Linked DNA regions of Anas platyrhynchos: region 1 is linked to region 2. The links are chromatin contacts, called in public Hi-C maps. All regions are on one chromosome and are shown on one strand. The core of a region is the stretch at or near the end of the contact, and the rest is flanking DNA. Distances in the headings are between cores, read along the strand shown.

What was found. A called contact is a pair of places that touch in the nucleus more often than the background predicts.
Region 1: a Hi-C map of subcutaneous adipose tissue shows a contact between it and region 2, with 2.4 times the contacts expected there. The contact joins the promoter of LOC101801163 here to the promoter of SNX18 in region 2. A contact is called at or near these places in 2 of 8 Hi-C or Micro-C datasets (liver and subcutaneous adipose tissue).

The regions. Positions count from the first base shown.
Region 1 is chrZ:18,596,173-18,602,787 of IASCAAS_PekinDuck_T2T, forward strand. It overlaps LOC101801163 (chondroitin sulfate proteoglycan 4), which reads right to left and starts at 1,570. Exons shown (of 10, transcript XM_027446274.3): 1 at 1,376-1,570. The coding sequence starts at 1,460.
Region 2 is chrZ:18,451,052-18,457,860 of IASCAAS_PekinDuck_T2T, forward strand. SNX18 (sorting nexin 18) reads left to right here and starts at 1,253. Exons shown (of 2, transcript XM_038170211.2): 1 at 1,253-3,112. The coding sequence starts at 1,483.

The sequences.
Region 1 (6,615 bases), core at 320-2,819, 150 kb after region 2:
TTTACCGTGCACTGCCCGGAATGCTGGGCACGGACAGCTCTTACCACAACAGTGAGGCATGAAGTGGTTTGTCAACTTCTCAAAGTACTGTTTGCAAAACCATACTGGTTGGCCTAATATTGCTGCCAGCAAAATCACTGACAAAACCCTTAGACCATGACATTTATGAAAATGCTACCAGCACTAGAGAAATTTCAGTGGCAATCTGATCTCCCAGACATCTGTGATAGCTCAGAGACACTTCTGTGAGCAATAAAATATCCTCCCTACTCTGCATACAGGCTTCTTGTCCATGAAACCTGCAAGAACACTGTTTAGAGCACCATACATTGAAATCCTCTTGCGAAAAGACAAGGGAGGCATAAGAACTGAAGATTTTTTTAAAGATACAATTAAACATTAGGTGTTAGTTCCTAGCTAGTCTATGGATCTAGAGAAAACATTCACAGTACAGTCACAGACAGTGAGACACTTGTAATTTTTAAGGAAAGGGAGTTACAGCAATTAGTTCCTGTCGCATGGGATTGCGAAGCATACCAGACAGGTCAATTCTGCAACCGTTTACTGGTCAAATATTTAAGTGCATATTTAAATAGCAAATCTGATTATCATTCCTTGGTGCTGTAATTACAGTTCACTGGAAGATGAAAACAAAGAAATTTCAAACTTAAGCTTTTGTCAGTGCCAGTGGTTTTGGTGACAGCTCTGGAGTAGCACCTCTATTTGCACCACCATCAGGAAGAGTGGCGGGCCCTTGGCATGTGTGGGAAGCCAGACATCAGCTCAATTTGGATGCCAAAACCCGGCACCCGTTGTCACTGGTTGGTAATGAACATCGGGGCTTCTTGCAAGCCAGAACAGGGGAAGAACCACAGGGCATACCCTTGCACATACCGTAGAGCTTTCTCACGGCATGTAACTTCAGTCATACTCACGACTGTTAAAAAAAGAATTTTACGCCAGTTGCTTGCTATGTGTTTGTATTAAAAAGACTCTGGGACTCTGTCGAGTCCCGGCATCAACCCTGCAGCGGGCGCAAAGCGAATCACGCCTCAGCGGGCAGGCTCGGCCTCCCCTTTGCAGAAACACCTTCCCCTCGCCCCCAAAAGCTGCTGCTGTCGAAAACAAAGCTATTTCTGCACGCCCACCGCCAGGTAAGCCCGGCTGCTCCCACCACAGGCCTCACACTCCGGGGGCTGGGTGCGGGGCTCGCCCCGCCGCAGCCCCCGCCCGAGCCTCCAGCCCCGCGGGGCGCCCCTCCATGGGGGCTCCCCTCCCGCAGGCGAAGCCCCCAGCGCCTCCCTCCCCCTCAACCAGCGCCCTGCCGGCCTGCCCGGAGCCCGGCGGCTCCCCGCGACATGGCGGCAGCCCCTACCTGCGAGGGCCGGCCGGCCGGCGGCCAGCAGCAGCAGCAGGAGCAGCAGCGCCGCCAGCAGCGGGGCGCTGGGCCCGGCCGCCATGCCGCGGACCGGCCGGGCAGCACCGGCCGCCCCCAGCAACCGGGGGCCCGGCACGGAGCTCGCCGCCCTCCCCCTGCCCCCAGTCCCGCCTCCCGCTACAGAAACACGGCGGGGGCGGCACCGGGAGGGTGGAGGGACGGCCCTGGGGCTGCCACAGGCGTCCTGTGGAATAGGGGTGGCTCCTCGCGGTGTGTTTCGATAGTTTTGTTTCACCGGGCTCGGCGGCGGTCCCCGGGTTGCCCCAGCTGAGCACAGGAGGAGAAGGGTGTGAAGCCCTGTGCAGAGCACTCGGCGTTGTGTTTGTGTCCAACACTTCTCTCCAAGTCTGCTGCCATCGCTGCATCCCTCGGGCTGGAAGCACTCAAGGTGGTCAGCACACAAGGTGGTCAGCACTCCCACATGTGGCCTTGTCCCCACACGATTCCAAGGGTCAGTTCTGGTGTCCCCTCCAGATCACTCCTAACAAGATCATAGAAGGTTGGAAAAGACCTTCAAGATGAATCGTTTCAACCATCACCCTTCCACCAATGTCAATGTTGTAATACACAATAAATGTTTGTTCATTGTCTTTTGTAAAAACAAGGAGTTCTGTTTGAGGAACGGGAGTTGTGAAAACTCCCTGCTGAAGTAAGGAGCTGTATAATGCTTAGCTAGACACTATGAAAATTCCTTTGCTTAATGTAACAAAAAAGAGAACCCTCTCCCCTTCTCTCCTTCTGCATCTCAGTAGCCTCTTTTGTTCAAAATAACACTGCTGCAAAGTTCATGTAACCATCTCCTGATAAGTTGTTAAACCAGTGTATCAACATCTTGCCTTCCTGTCTCATGCTGGGCCAACATGACCAAATAAAGAAAGAAGTTGAACCACAACGCCAAGGAAGACTACGGCCTTCATCTTCACGACCACCAGAGGGACAGAGACGACCCCCTAGCAACAGTGCGCGCAGTCGCAGAATATACCAGGATGTGCTGCGTAATCCCGGAATTACCAAGATATAAAAAGGGACCCTGGGGGGGGTGAGGTGCGCGCCGTTGGCGGAGCCGAGACTCCCCGGCCGCCCAGCGCTGTTTTGCTTGCTGTTGCTTACTCAATAAATTCCTTTCTCTTATTAATGCAATGCTCTCTGAAAATTAATTAAGGGGGCAACTTATAACAAATGTCACCCACTAAACCATGTCCCTAATCACCAGGTCCAACCTGGTTCTCCACCTTTAACCAGCTCTCAGGATATGTGACCCATTAGCCACAGACCTGGGAATAATTAACTGACAGACCTGGGAATGGACGGCACACACAGCCCTGGTGCTGTAGGAGAGTTGTCTTAAGCACACCATGTGGCTCAGTAAGCATTTCACCTGTAATTTTCATGGTTTCATTTTGTTTCAAAAATTTAGTTTTGGATTGCTAATTCTCTGATGGCACTGTATGACTCGGATCCTTACATCTAAAATTGATAGACTATGTTTTTTGTACTTCAGAAAACTATTTAAGTATAAATAAATTAAAATAAATTAAGTATAAATAAATTAAATAAATTAAATTAAATTAATTATAAATAAATTAAATTGATCAAATACTCTAGTGAGGGTGCTATATGCATACAAGGAAAAGAAGTCTGAAATGGACATATAAGAGGTAATAAACAGCACATCACAGTCCCTTTAAAGTCCCTTCAAAGAACAGAAGGAAGTAATCTAGGTATGTTGTACTTGTACCCTTGTAAACACTATTGCCTTTTGTAATCATGAAATAAGAAGTCTTATCTACAGCTTTTTTACTGATTCTTTTTGTACCAGATATGGGATATAACTACAATCATACTTGCATAAAGAAGTCATGTTTTGTTGTAGAATGAATATACAGCAGGTAGACAAAACAAAGTGAAATTATTATAAGCTGTACAGAACTTAAACTAGACAGAGGAAATTCTGCATTTTGCACCTTATCAGTGGTGCCCTGTACTTGAAAGCTCAAGGTTCTAGGTTTTTTTTGTTTGTTTTGTTTTTTAAGAGCATACTTGAACTACTTGTGTATAAGCCACTTATCATACTTAATTCAAATATGCAGACATACCCTTAGTTACATACATCATCCATGCCAGGAACAGCCTTGCAGTCATAAAATTTTCTCTGATATAATCAGCTGGCAGGGTGCTTTCTAATGTGTCTCAACAGGTCAGTTGTTTTTTTAACTTGTTACTTCACTTACACATAGAACTGGAATTTGTGAGATGAAATGCTACACTAAATAAGCAGAATAAGTAACCTAGATAATATTCCAAGGCTGCAGAAATAAGAAAAGTTGTGATGGAATGAATCTCTTCTGGGTCAGCTGTCTGGTTCCTCTCTTCCTTTGAGGTTTGTAGTCATCATTTAGTCAAGATTTTCCTTAGAAATTTTTGGCAGGCTTTGCTGTCTTCACAATTTTAGAATAATGTGCTTGGGTGGAAGCCATGTCCAGTGGGAAATCATAGGGAGTGATCTTCACCCAGATATTATTTAACAGATTTATTAAAAATCTCAAAGTCAGAGACCTGATAAACTTCTTTCTTTTCAGACTGGTGCTCTAAGAAGATTTGTACAAACCTTGAGAAGGAGATACTAAAAATGTATCAAGATAGTCCAGGATTCAAACAAGAAGGTCAAAAGCAAAAAGGATATAACATGGAATAAAGATCCATAATGTGTCTGAAGCTGGAAAAGCAGGCCTGCAGGTGTGTGTCAGTGAAACTCTGTGCTTCTGATGGAAAACCTTGGGGAAAAAATTGCTTTTCCACTGACCATGTATTGCACAGGTATGACAATGTATCCCCAGTTAGGAATGGTAGTGCTGAGCAAGACATTTGGATGAGAGGCAAGAGACAGGTAAAATGGCAGTATCCTGTACATGCGGAGGTGTAGAACTAGACATTATTTTTAAATACTTTGTGATTCATGTCATAGGATGAAATTGGAGGACATGATACATTTGTTTTAAGGTATGTACAATTTAAAGTCTATTCCACATTGTAGTTTGATATAGTCACAAAAATATACTCAGTCAGTTAATGTGGTCTGTAACTCTACTGAGTAACTCTGCAATCACTGAACTAATTTTGTCATTAAATTGACATTTTTTAGTATGCTCATTTTGACATTACTTCTTGTCCAAAGAAAAGTAATCCACTCAATGTATGAGAAAGTTCAGCCTGGAGAAGAGAAGGCTCAGTGGGAATCTCATCAATGGGTACAAAGAGCTGATAGCAATGTGTGCAGAATAAGGAGCCAGACTTAGCGGTATCGAGTGGAAAGATAAAAGGCAAAGGGGAAAAAAACGAAATAATGGAAATTCTATTTAAATACAAGAATCTTTCTCACATTGAGGGTGGTCGAACGCTGGAACAGGTTTCCCGGAGAGACTCACAGAATCACAGAATCACAGAATTTCTAGGTTGGAAGAGACCTCAAGATCATCGAGTCCAACCTCTGACCTAACGCTAACAGTCCCCACTAAACCATATCCCTAAGCTCTACATCTAAACGTCTTTTAAAGACTTCCAGGGATGGTGACTCCACCACCTCCCTGGGCAGCCTGTTCCAGTGTCTAACAACCCTTTTGGTAAAGAAGTTCTTCCTAACATCCAACCTAAAACTCCCCTGGCGCAACTTAAGCCCATTCCCCCTCATCCTGTCACCAGGCACATGGGAGAACAGGCCAACCCCCACCTCACTACAGCCTCCTTTAAGGTATCTGTAGAGAGTGATAAGGTCGCCCCTGAGCCTTCTCTTCTCCAGGCTGAACAAGCCCAGCTCCTTCAACCACTCCTCGTAGGACTTGTTCTCCAGGCCCCTCACCAGCTTCGTCGCCCTTCTCTGAACCCGCTCAAGCACCTCGATGTCCTTCTTGTAGCGAGGGGCCCATCCTTAGTGATGTTCATCCTTAGTGACTAGTGACTCCATCCTTAGTGATGTTCAAAACTTTGTAGGGCACAGCCCTGAAAAACCTGATGTAGGTGACCCTAGTCTGAGAAGAGGAATCAGACAAGATAGCCTCCAGATGTGCCTTCCAGCCTCTGCTGTCCTGTGATGCTGTGACTCAGGCAGATACTTCATGGCCATGTAAAACAGGTATTAAGAGACTTCTGAGAAAAGAAAGGCCACATTCTGACGAAGGCCCAAGTGACCTATAGCTTTAATCCACATTTTCTTATGTCCTTCAGGAGTTCCCAAAAAGTCCTACTTGCTTTCAGTGAGACTTGTGTGTTTTTTTTTTTTTTTTTAAGAAGTGTAAATCTGAATTCTTCTTTGATTTTAAGCCTTGCATCCTTAGTTCCTGGAAAGCTTTTATTTATTTATTTATTTTTGTTGGTAGGTTTGGTTTGTTGGTTTGGTTTGGGTTTTTGTTTATTTGTTTTGTTTTTATCATCTTTGGCATTTATTACTTAGGATTTTTTGTCTTCAAAGTGTAACAGTACTTGTTCCCTAAACAAATTCCTGGTCATGCAGACGGGCAGAAATCCAGTATGTAATTTTTTCTGTTTTCTGTTTGTTCTTCTTCCTCTGTAGGATTATTACTGTATGCCAAATGGATATCCTGTAGTCTTGACCTCCATGTGGAATATTTCTGTGAAAATACAAAAAATTTTCCAGCTAGTAAATAGATTCTTTCCTACTAATATTGGAGGTAAGCTTGCCTGCAGGTGACAGTCAGTCAGTCTATCGGTTAAAGCAGAATGTGTGGTATTACTGAGCTCTATAATACCCTGCACATTAGTTCCTTTCTATCAATTCCTTTTTGTTGGTTTTGGTTGGATAAAGATTTTACTGAAAAGAAAGCAGTTTCATGTCATACCAGAAACTACTTTAGAAATTAGTTTCTATTCAATTTTCAATGAACAATACTCTTTGCAAATTTCTGCTGCAGCCAAGACTTTCTTAGTGCCCTCATAGGTTTTCGGCCAATTTCATAAGCCAAAATTGTCCCCACATTTTGAAAAAAATTATATCAGATTTCTTTGGTTTTGGTTAAATTATGCTGATATGACAGTAGTGTAATTATAACAAACACTAAGACAAATATTAATTATTCTGATGGGAAAGATTGAATGCTGCCTGCAAGCAGTTAGGAGATGTCCTGTCCTAATAACTTAAAGATTTCCAGCTAAACAGAAGAAAT
Region 2 (6,809 bases), core at 3-2,502:
CATTCTGTGCTCAGCTTCGGAGATGGAGGCACAAGCAATATAATGTGAACATGAGCCCATGGGCTGGCCACACAGGAGCTGCTTGTGCGGTGAACTCTGAGGCTCTTGCACTGTTGGAATTGGCTGATAAAAACAGACCTCCAGAGCTAGGCAGATGCAGAGTGCTGGGGGTGACGTGTTAGTCTGGGGTGAACTGATGCATTCAAAAAATGTTAAGCAATGGTACACGAAAGTGCTGGGATAATATGCCAAATGGGAAAATGGAGGTCAAAATTAAAAAGTGGGCAAAAGCAAAACTCAGGTATCAAACAACGTTAATAACAGTTATCATAGAATCGCAGGATCATTTGGGTTGCAAAAGACCTCTAAGATCATCTCGTCCAACCTTTAACCTAGCACTGACAAGTCCAGCACTAAACCATGCTGCTCAATTCTACATCTACACCTAGTGAAAGCAAGGAGAGGGTCCTGTAGCATTCCAGCGAACTGCTCCCAAATGCACACAAATTGTTTGACACAAGGACCTTTGAGAAGTGACAGACTTTGAGCGAAGTCAGAGAAATAAGCTAGAGCTTAGCACCCAGCAGGGTGTTGGAGGGAAAACACAAGGAACTGGAAACCAAACGGGCACACACTGCTTTCCCAGCAGGGTTGAGATGGTCGGTGAGGCACGGCGAAGGGAGGAAGATGGCAGGCAGGAAGGAGCATGCAGGCAGCGTGTGCTGCCCTGCCTTTCCTTCACCAGGTAGAAGCCGTGAGGGAAATCTGTGTCCTGGGATCCAGGAGAGGTGAAGGGCCATGGGTGGTGTGTGTGTGGGTGGACAACACCGGACCGGGTGCCACGGGAGTTATGAGGGGAAATGGCCAGGGTGGGAGAAGCAGCGTAGGGATGGGATTGAGGCAGAAGGCAAACATGGGCAGGATGGTCTGTTTTTTGAAGAGGGATGTCACACACGTTATTCACGACTAAAACTCTGGCTGTAAGTGAGGGCAGCCAGCGGATGGAGCAGTGTGGCGGGGTGCACAGCCCCTCACCCACACCTCGCCCAGCACCTCAGCGCCACACCGCGCAGAACCAGGGGTTCAAACACCTCCCCGTGGCCCCCTAAAGGAGCCTCCAGGCGGCCAGGCGGCCCCGCCAAGCCTGCGGCAGCACCCGCAGCCCTCCACCTCCACCGGGGGCAGCCCCAAGCCCCGCGGCCGGCCCGCGGCGGAGGCCGCCAGGGGGCGGGCGGCGAGGGTGGGTGCGGGCCGGGCCCATCGATGGGGGCGGCCGCTCTGCGCTCGGCTCCTCCGCCCTGCCTCTCGGCTCTGGATTAGCGAAACTGGCGACGTGGGACCGGGCCGGCCCCGCCGCGCCCCGCGGGGTGAAGCCGGGACTCGCCGCCCGCCGGCAGCGCCGGGGCTCCGCGGCTCGGCTCCTGCAGCCCCGCTCCGCTCCGCGCCGCCCCGCTCCGCACCGCTCCGCTCCGCACCGCAGCCATGGCGCTGCGGGCCCGGGCGCTGTACGACTTCAGGTCGGAGAACCCCGGCGAGATCTCGCTGCGGGAGCACGAGGTGCTGAGCCTGTGCAGCGAGCAGGACATCGAGGGCTGGCTGGAGGGCGTCAACAGCCGCGGCGACCGCGGCCTCTTCCCGGCCTCCTACGTGCAGGTGATCCGCGCCCCCGCCGCCGAGCCGCCGCCGCCCGCCCGCTACGCCAATGTCCCCGCCGCCGGCTTCGAGCCGCTGCCGCCGCCCGCCGCCTTCAAGCCGGCACAGCAGCAGCAGCAGCAGCTCCACCAGCAGCAGCAGCAGCAGCAGCAGCCCCCGGCGGCGCAGCAGCCCCCCGAGCCCTTCCCGGTGCCGCCCGCCGCCGGGTACCCCTTCCCTATGGCACCCTACGGCGGCCCCTACCAGCCCAGCCAGGGCAGCGACGACGACTGGGACGATGACTGGGACGACAGCTCCACGGTGGCGGACGAGCCCGGGGCGCTGGGAAGCTCCTACCCCGACTACGAGGCTGCGGGGGGCGGCGGGGCGGCGGGGCGCTACCGCCTGTCCACGCGGTCCGAGCTGTCCCTGGGGTCCCGCGGTGGCGGTGGGGGTGGCGGTGGTGGCGGTGGACACGCAGCCGGACACCCGCACCCGGCTGGTGGAGGAGCCAAGAGCTCGGCCACGGTGAGCCGCAACCTCAACCGGTTCTCCACCTTCGTCAAGTCCGGCGGGGAGGCCTTCGTGCTGGGCGAGGCGTCGGGTTTTGTGAAGGATGGGGATAAGCTGTGCGTGGTGCTGGGGCCGCGCGGCCCCGAGTGGCAGGAGAACCCGTACCCCTTCCAGTGCTCCATCGAGGACCCCACCAAGCAGACCAAGTTCAAGGGGATGAAGAGCTACATCGCCTACAAGCTGGTGCCCAGCCACACCGGGCAGCAGGTGCACCGCCGCTACAAGCACTTCGACTGGCTCTACGGGCGCCTGGCCGAGAAGTTCCCTGTCATCTCCGTGCCCCACTTGCCCGAGAAGCAGGCCACCGGCCGCTTCGAGGAGGACTTCATCTCCAAGCGTCGCAAAGGCTTGGCCTGGTGGATGGACCACATGTGCAGCCACCCCGTGCTGGCGCAGTGCGATGCCTTCCAGCACTTCCTCACCTGTCCCAGCACGGATGAGAAGGCCTGGAAGCAGGGCAAGCGCAAGGCTGAGAAAGACGAGATGGTGGGTGCCAACTTCTTCCTGACCATCAGTGTCCCCGCTGGCCCTGGGGCTGGCCTGGACTTGCAGGAGGTGGAGAGCCAGGTGGACGGCTTCAAAGCCTTCACGAAGAAGATGGACGAGAGCGCCCTGCAGCTCAATCACACCGTCAACGAGTTCGCCCGCAAACAAGTCACTGGCTTCAAGAAGGAATACCAGAAGGTGGGGCACTCCTTCAAGTGCCTCAGCCAGGCGTTTGAGCTGGACCAGCAGGCCTTTTCGGCCGGCCTCAACCAAGCCATAGCCTTCACTGCGGAAGCCTACGATGCCATCGGGGACCTCTTTGCAGATCAGCCCCGACAGGACCTAGATCCTGTGATGGATTTGTTAGCGCTGTATCAGGGGCATTTGGCCAACTTTCCGGACATCATCCACGTCCAGAAAGGTAACACCCTTACTTATTTTCTGAAATTATAGTTTAATGTATCGGTGCCATGCAGACAGAGGTAGGAACCAGGAGCTAAACTTTCTCCACGTATGGCTTGTTGGCCTTGGGTTAAACTTTTCAGTGTTTACTCAGGTAGTCTGTTGCTAAAAATACACAAAACACATCAGTGACAGCTTTCATTCTGTGCCAAAGGTCTAGACTTTGTTGGGATTTCTGTTCGTCAGAGGTTACTGAGCGTGACTGTGTGCCTCTGAAAGAAACCACATCTACCTGTGAGGCTGATACATTAAAGATTAATGAGCTTGTTTACAGCCGTCGGAGATCAACTGGTATGAAAACATCTATTACTCTTTTACGTATGTCAGGTATCTTAAATCTCTGATCTAGCAGGTAATAGATAAGTAATCTGAAGATGCAGATACTCCAGCTGACCTTATTGTTGGAAGTGTTACATGCATTTTGCATTTATGATGGACATTCAGATGAGAAGTTTAAAGCTGTTGGTGTTTGTCAGTTTGGCTGTACATTAAACTCCCTTTGCACCTTTGTGAGGACAGTGGTCTGCCGCAGTGTTCCTAGTTGAGGTTTTTCATCCTTTGCCCATATTATCCTGAAGAGATTTTGCTCATGTGGTACCCTTTTGGCATCTTTCTGCCTGAAACATACTTCTGAGGTTTGCATTGCTGTTTGTTTGGCACTTTGTGATCCATTAGGGGAAAGAAACTCAGAAAATGAAAGAATCATCTGCTGTATAACTAGGGACACTCATTCAGATAAATACAGGTTTGTAGCATTGAATAAGTGTAGATGATTTCCCTGCTGTGAGGTTAATGCTATTCATGCGTTCATCACTGTTGTGAGAAGAATAGCCCATCATTCATCCTTTTTCCTGTTATATCGCTGACCTATGGCTTTCAACTCAAAGATTAGAAGTAAAGAGACCTAGGAAAACTCCACCTACGCTGTACAGAAATTCGTGTATGTAACAGTTGTACAAGAAAATGCGAGAGCTTCTTCACTGGAAATTATTTTCGAGATTTATAAGTGGTGGTCTGTATCCAGAGAGGCAGAGCCTTAACTGTGATCTACAGTGATTCAGTCTTTCATGCCTTTATCTGCCTTTTTCAAGGCCTTGAACTCTTGAGATTTTTGATGAAATGGTTGGAAGAGTTTTTACAACAGATCAAAAAAGGCAGGCTTTCTGTAGGTGCACACTATTGCTAGGAAAATCTGAGGAGGCAGAGTTGATAAAGTGATAAAGTACACAGATTGTTTAAGAGAGCAAGAGTTTCATTTCAAGTAGAAGCACCAAGTTCAGATTTTCATTCTCCTCTCGAATCTTGAAAATTGTGGGTGGAAACTTAAATAATTGTGATACTACTTTGAAGAGAAAGCTGAAAAGTGCAGTCTGACCTTTGAGAATTTGCTCTGCTAGCTGGTGTGGCATTGTGTTCTGATAACAACTCTCAAGTACTTTAAATTTGGAGAGAGGCGAGACCCTGGCAACGTTTCACGCTTGGGAAGGAGAAAGATTTTTTTATCGGGTGCAATAAAACAGCAGATGATATGCACTATTTAAATGTAGTCTTAAAACTTTAAGATATATTATAGAGTTTACTTTGAGGAGAGGATTGGGAATAGTAAGATATGCGCTTGGTTCAACCCGTATTGCCTTTAGCTTGCACATCTCTATTTCACTTTCAGTTGTGTTTGAATTTGCACTTTCAAGAAGGCTTACCTTCTTGAACTGGGGAAAATTCATCTAAGCGAGCTTCCACCATAGCAGTGCAGAAGTATGATGACATACATAGAGCTGATGCGGTGCCAGAAGACTGTGCTGGAGCTGGTTGGAGAAATGTACAGCCAGCCTGCCTTCACATGCTAATGCTCCAGCACCTCTGAGCTAATAGAATATTTTTCCTGGTGCATATTTGCAATCAGAAAATGGCTTGGGTTTGAGAGCTTGGTCTCCTGAGTGTCTGTATTCATCACAGGAACAGGGTTAGGGCTGGGTTATGCATTTGCTGCTTTTGTTCCCTGTAAAGAAGAGACAAACTAGAAGAGAAAACTGACTATTTCTTTTTTCTTCTCCATTTTATGGCTGTTTTATTGCTCTTAGCAGTTATTTCTAACATGGTATAACTCTTCAATTCCAAATTGTAAACTTCAGATAAAAACATGAACTGTGTGGTGTTCTTACAACATAAGACCTTTCTTTTAAATTTACAGTCCGGGACAGCTGCCAGTATGTGAGGATTATTATTGTCTGTGCAGACCAAACAAAGATCTGTTGGTGATAATAGATCATCTGAAAACAGAGTGGATGTGTCTTTCTTTCAGTGTTTTATTTTCTAGTGTACAACTTTGTGCAGTAAAATAACCCAAAAGTGCCTTTAGAGGTGGCAGAAACAGCAGCCTTTTGATACATTGCCAACATGGGCTTGGCTTTAAGAAGAACTCTAAAGTTATGCTTCCTCTGTTTTTCTCTACATAGTGCAAATGGATTGTCCACTTGGGGTAAAAAGCGAAGCCGTTTCTAGACTCCATCTCTGTATCCCTCTAGACCTGAGAAGGACCAAAAAAATAAAGGCAACTATGCCCCAAACATGTATCTGTTGGTAGAACCTTAGACTGCCTTGTCTTGTTAAGGATTTGATCTACTGCAGATAGTTGAACAGCTGCTTAATGTGACTGGAAGCGTGTTTTGTGCAGGAGACTGAGAAATCAGCATGTCTGAGGTTTTTCAATAATTTCTGCAAAGTTTTTTCAGCAAAAAGAAAGCCGAAGAATCTGAACTAGAGGCAAGAATTTTCTTCCATTTGGCTGTTACCTGTTTGTCTAAAGTTATGAACCAAAGACGAGTAAGCCTGCTGTTGGTGTTGTCTGTATCTGCAGGGAAATGGGTTAAACATGGTGCTTATTCCTGCTCAGGGATCCCAGTCTTTCTGCCTCCCATGTTGAGGGCATCATACATGATCTGTGGGGTGCAGGGAGTGATTGTCATTTTGGTCACTTAGATAAAGACGGAAAGCCACAGGAATATGTTCAACGTGTTTAACAGCACCAGTATGTGATGGAATGGTAATAACTTCGATAGGAGGTTTAGAGATTCCTCTCTCTGTGCCTTCTTGATGTTGAGCACTGTTCCAAAACAGACAGAGGAGGGGTTCAAAGTGCTTTTCTCCCACAGTCTGGTTGAGGACCAGCTTGGCAGTAGCTTTGTGAGAAACCTTTCTTGGTTTTGTGTGTGCACCCATCCAGGTCTGAAGCTTCATTGAAACAAACCCTACAGTGAAGAGCACACTGAGCTGGACATCCCACGTTTCCATTGGGAAGTGCTTGGCATGAGAGTCCCACTGAGACTGGCAACAGAGCATTTCAGTCCCAAGACATGGTTTCCTTACAAATGGTTGCTCTTTTAGATGTTTTCAAAATAAAACTGAGCACTTAGGGGAAAACTGACATTTGTAGGGATAGATGATGGCAGAGTAGTGTCTCCGAGCCTCTCAGCACCCAAATACTTTTAAAGTCTAGCCCTCATCCACAGGGAAGTGCACATAACACGCTTACATTAAAGTTTTCCTGTGCATACCTGTGTGTTTTGGAATAGAGGATCCAAGTGTGTTAGACAGCTATACTTGTACTTAGTTTTCTTTAGCCTCTGGCAAAACATTTGTAGAAGAGGAGTGTTTAG